Regions from separate parts of the Salmo salar genome. Here region 2 is linked to region 1. A link is a contact called in public Hi-C data. All regions are on one chromosome and are shown on one strand. Each heading gives the region's core, a stretch centred on a gene start, on an enhancer-like site or on the middle of the called end of the contact. The rest is flanking DNA. Distances are from core to core; before and after follow the strand shown.

Region 1 (2,700 bases), core at 22-2,521:
GGTTGTAATTTGGGAATCATCCAAGGGGCTGAAGCCCCTCTCACTGCAGGGTTTTGACTCGGGGGAATATGTCAAGATGATATAAAGCAGTGTTACGGAACAGTGTGGCCCGCTGATTTAATGAAGATGATTTGGGATTTAGCTGCCTGGTGTTATTATGCCTGCTTCTGCACAGTGAGATACGATGGGAGAGGATTTCATGCTCTGCTTGGGAGTCAGAATGGAACGTCTGGGGGACAGTTGTGTAATAATTATTATGCGTTAACAGTTTGATCTTTTTACTGCTAATTTGGGACAGACGCTCCGAGCCTGATTATGCACGATAATGGTTGCAATCAGGATAATCTGTTCCCTCCATCTCTCCCTATTTCTCTCTTGCTTCTCTCCCCTACCCACTCACTCTCTCCCCTACCTCCTGTCTTGTCTTGTTCCTTATTTTCCTCTCTTCCCCCCCCTCCTCTTTCCTTATCTCTTCCCCACCACTCATTTACCCCTCCTCTCTCCGTTTCTCTCTCCGTTTCTCTTTCTGTTTCTCGCTCTCTCTCTCTCTGTTTCTCTCTCTCTCTCTCTCTGTTTCTCTCTCTCTCTCTCTCTGTTCTCTCTCTCTCTGTTTCTCTCTGTTTCTCTCTCTCTCTGTTTCTCTCTCTCTCTCTCTCTGTTTCTCTCTCTGCAGCCATTCGGTTCTCCCCTTCTAAGAGAGCACGTACGTCCATCCCTGCTCTGAAGTCGTTCTCTCAGGAAATCCTGTCTTCTCAGAAGGAGGAGAACGAAGAGGAGAGTCGGGACAGGCTGGGAGGAGCACGCAGTCTGGCTAGTCTAGAGGGACAAGGTAGACCAGCAGCACACCATCATCAATCATCCACACATTCATGGTTGAGGTTGAGCCAAAAGCACCAAACAGAAGTCACTTTCGCTCGCCAGATCTGTCATGTAGAACACATCTCTATGTCCGGATAGATGGACCTTTCAGAACCACTTGTTCCCCATAAACAGGTCCTTCAGTAGCACCATAAAACTGTCTCCCGTCCACGTCCAGGCCTCACTGAAATGTCCTGTTATTACAGCCAGCCCATTTTGTGTGTGTGTGTGTGTGTGCGCGCGACTGAGTTAGCATTATCAACGAGTCGTCATTATCCCTCGCTCTTTGTCTCTTGGGGATCCATTATCAGGCCCTGACTCCAGTGGCGGGGCTGTATATGGCTGGCTGAGTTACAATCAGGACCGTCAGCAGTAGCCACTGAGCTTTCGTAACTCTTGACCTTCCTCTGAGGTAACACCACTGTTAGCCAATATTACAGGAAGAGATGAGGGTGTGGACTTCTGAATAAGGCAGAGGGAAGTCTTGGTTTATATTGCAACATAGCTTCTTTCGTTAATTGAAAATCCTATTTTTTTCCCCTGTTTTTAACTAAACAACACCCTGGTACACTATGTACAACTGTCACATAACATACCGTGTACCCCGTGTGCCGAATTCAGCCCACGGGTGGTTTTATTTGGCCCCAAAGTTTTTTTGTGGGGGGGGGGACATAAAAGACTGTAAAAACACCAGCAAATCAACTCCAAGTGGTGTTTGTGTTCTAAAGTAGAGAGACGTGATCGTATGTAAATGTCAGCAAGGTTTGAAATGATTGTTTTAATCAAATATTAATCTAGTTGATGATCCCTTCCATAAAGCAAATGAAATGTTTCATTTTTAATAGCTTACTCTATTCCAGTTAACCAATTCTACTCGTACTATTTTGAGGGATAGAAGGTTCATGCAGGGACACTTACATAATTGTTTTATTCACACTTTATTATCTCATCTAATTAAATCAAACACACATGTTCTGTCCTGTGGGTCCAACCTTCTTTAGACTAATAGTACAGCAGCGATCATAGATTGACTGACTGAAGGCATTATCAGTGAGGTCATGGCTTTGTGTTTGTCTCTCAGTGAGGTCATAGCTTTGTGTGTGTGTGTGTGTGTGTTTCTCCCAGTGTTTGGCTCCTACCTGCGTCCTGACCTCGTCCCTGCCACCCCATCCTTCTACGAGGGCTCCTCCATGGGAACCATCTCCTCCTCCATCTTTGTCAACCTGGAGACCCAGTCTGAAGACAGGTACCTCTATCCGCTGTCTACCTCTGCTTCCTCTAGACCTTCAAATCAAATGTATTTATATAGCCCTTCGTACATCAGCTGATATCTCAAAGTGCTGTACAGAAACCCAGCCTAAAACCCCAAACAGCAAGCAATGCATGTGAAAGAAGCACGGTGGCTAGGAAAAACTCCCTAGAAAGGCCAAAAACCCAGGAAGAAACTTAGAGAGGAACCAGGCTATGAGGGGTGGCCAGTCCTCTTCTGGCTGTGCCGGGTGGATATTATAACAGAACATGGTCAAGATGTAAAAATGTTCATAAATGACCAGCATGGTCAAATAATAATAATCATAGTAGTTGTCGAGGGTGCAACAAGCACGTCCGGTGAACAGGTCAGGGTTCCATAGCCGCAGGCAGAACAGTTGAAACTGGAGCAGCAGCACGGCCAGGTGAACTGGGGACAGCAAGGAGTCATCATGCCAGGTAGTCCTGAGGCATGGTCCTAGGGCTCAGGTCCTCCGAGAGAAAGAGAGAATTAGAGAGAGCATATTTAAATTCACACAGGACACGACAAGAGAAATACTCCAGATGTAACAGACTGACCCTAGCCCCCCGACA
Region 2 (2,700 bases), core at 181-2,680, 79 kb before region 1:
TGTGGACTTTCAATGCTGCAGAAATGTTTTGGTACCCCTCCCCAGATCTGTGCCTCGACACAATCCTGTCTCGGGCCTCTACGTACAATTCCTTCAACATCATGGCATGATTTTTGCTCTGACACACACTGTCAACTGTGGGACCTTATATAGACAGGTGTGTGCCTTTCCAAATCAAGTCCAATCAATTTAATTTACCACAGGTGGACTCCAATCAAGGATGGTCTATGGGAACAGGATACACCTGAGCTCAATTTCGAGTCTCATAATTTTCATAAAATATATTTTTCATAAACAATATTTTCGCTTTGTCATTATTGGGTGTGTGTAGATTGATGAGGACAATGTAATCCATTTTTAGAATAAGACTAACATAATAAAATGTGGGAAAAGTCAAGGGGTCTGAATACTTTACAAATGCACTGTATATGCTCATCTGTCGTTTGCTGTCGAAGACGCATCCTTTTATCAAAATCAGCAGACAGTTTGTCTACAGGCAACTGTCTCCCCTCAGAGTCTGGTTCGTCAAGGTTCCTTCCTATCTAGGGAGTTTTCCCTTGTCAACTGTGCCTCTGCATGTTCTCTGTGGGTTGTATAGTAGTTGGTTCTTTAGTCTTGGAGTAGCTCTCGAAAACTCTAGGCGGCATTCTGCCTACTCCCTTTTATAGCCATTAGCTTCACCCACGACTGGCTCGTGTGGACTACAATCCCGACACTGTGTTTTACGTTCAGAAATGTCAATCATCATTGCTTGTGATACGACTTTTGAAACATATGGCCCTTTTCTTTAAATCAGCGAGAAAGAACCCTTAAAATAAAACATATACACTTGTAGCAGTTTTGCATAGATCCATCTAAACAGCTATGAGTGCCTCCATCTGACGAAACTACACTTCCCGAGTTACACTGACACACAGGTGTTCGGGGCATGCTAGATAGCTAATTATCACAGTTTGCCGACTCTTGTCTCCCATAAACAATCACTGTAACATAGTGATATGGCCGTGTGGGAACACTAACCCTATCAGGGTGTGTATCAATGTAACCTTTTGTTTTTTGAAAAAACTTTCTCGCTGATATTAAAGATAAGGTTCCTATGTTTCCAAAACAGTACCCGCAAGCGATGGGTGTTAATGTTCAAATTGAGTGTTGCTGCTCATAACAAAACTCCCCCATACAGAAGACGTCTTCATCCAATGACTTATGTGTAATGTAATGGAACTGAGAGTCATGATCATGGACTAGTCTTGGGCAAGCCCGTTTATAATGAACCCTTTTCTACTTAGCCATTGAATTGTACAACTTTGTTGGCAGACATTCCAAATGCAACGGAAGTTGTCAGCCACTAGATGACGTTATTCCCCATAATGAAATGCACCATACACCAGCAAGGAGATCAGTGGTGAAAATCAAACCTTCTGTAACCTACCGTCACTGCCCTGTAGATGGCTTGCTTATACAAGTTCTGCATCACATCAGAGTAGGTTGGTGCACTGAATGCCTGGTTATGCTGAGAGGCGGAGAATGAGAACTGTGTGTAGCCAAGTCTACCTCTCTGTCAGTAGCCGGATACATACAGCATAGGCTACCGTACGCAGGGAGCCGCACTAACAGCCACTTGCGCTCTCTAAATATTGCCTAAAGGGGACTGGAATACTCTCTGAAATCACACGGAAAGACAAGATCAACTTCGCTACCCAAACGAGGAAGAACAGCTGGTAAGATTGATGTGTTATTCTTGATAATTCTGATATTTACCTGTCCGTTGAAGTATCTATTTGAGTTGTGCCATATTGGTCAGGTGACATGACATGAGGAGACGTTTCAGCAATTGCTGGCAAAGGTGTTATTGTCAGTCGAAGATTAACCGGCTTCCTCCCAGTAGGGCGAGGACGTGTTAAATTACTAAAATAGTCAAGCCTGGAAATGCAACATAACATAACCTTAACCCCGTTTCGTGACCACCAACTATTACAGCGAAATGTTGATGAGAACACCAGAACTTGTTTACCAATGGCCTGCAAAAGAAAACACTTAGTAGTGCACCCCAGTTTATAAGGCTAACTTGAATTTAGCTGCAGTCTGGCAAGGTTTACTGCTAGCTGTTGATGTGCTACTCTGAGAAACAGTTTATTCAGAAAAGTGTGAAATGACGTAATATTGCGAGGAAGTGGCGCCTTGGTGTTAGCCTTCATGTAGCAATAGCTCAAGGTATCAGTACTTGAACACATTACAGTTGCCATTGGTGATAAATAGGCTAGACTCTCATATTGATGAACACATAGGGTTTGTGCTGGATAGCCCATTTCTGTTGTTGATTTCTGGAAAATAAGCCTACCAATCTACTGGTGAGATCCCTTATGTTATCAATATTGGCTAGGTTGGGGACCTTTCTCAGTGTTCCAAGGACTCTGGGAAGCCTGGGACTTTTCAACACCTGGCATCCTCAGGGATACACGCACTATATATAATACTTTTTAGCAGGTCACCTTAATGAATTCTGTAAAGTCAGTGTGGAAGAGGTGAAAAAAATGATTGTTGAATATCAACAATAATGACAAGCCACCGGGTTCTGACAATCTGGATGTAAAATTACTGAGGATAATAGCCGACAATATTGCCACTCCTATTTGCCACATCTTCAATTTAAGCCTACTAGAAAGTGTGTGCCCTCAGGCCTGGAGGGAAGCTAAAGTCTTT

The links. A called contact is a pair of places that touch in the nucleus more often than the background predicts.
Region 2: a Hi-C map of blood shows a contact between it and region 1, with 5 times the contacts expected there. The contact joins the promoter of LOC106585038 here to the enhancer-like site in region 1. A contact is called at or near these places in 3 of 3 Hi-C or Micro-C datasets (blood, gill and muscle).

What each region holds. Positions count from the first base shown.
Region 1 is chrssa24:14,675,217-14,677,916 of Ssal_v3.1, reverse strand. It overlaps LOC106585038 (phosphatidylinositol 4-phosphate 5-kinase type-1 beta), which reads left to right. Exons shown (of 15, transcript XM_014170787.2): 12 at 674-829; 13 at 1,984-2,104. Among protein-coding and RNA genes, the nearest start is that of polk, 49 kb to the right of the region's middle. Within about 2 kb of position 1,271, at least 2 of the 13 cell types and tissues checked have an H3K27ac peak or open chromatin away from gene starts, as enhancers often do.
Region 2 is chrssa24:14,754,182-14,756,881 of Ssal_v3.1, reverse strand. It overlaps LOC106585038 (phosphatidylinositol 4-phosphate 5-kinase type-1 beta), which reads left to right and starts at 1,430. Exons shown (of 15, transcript XM_014170787.2): 1 at 1,430-1,718.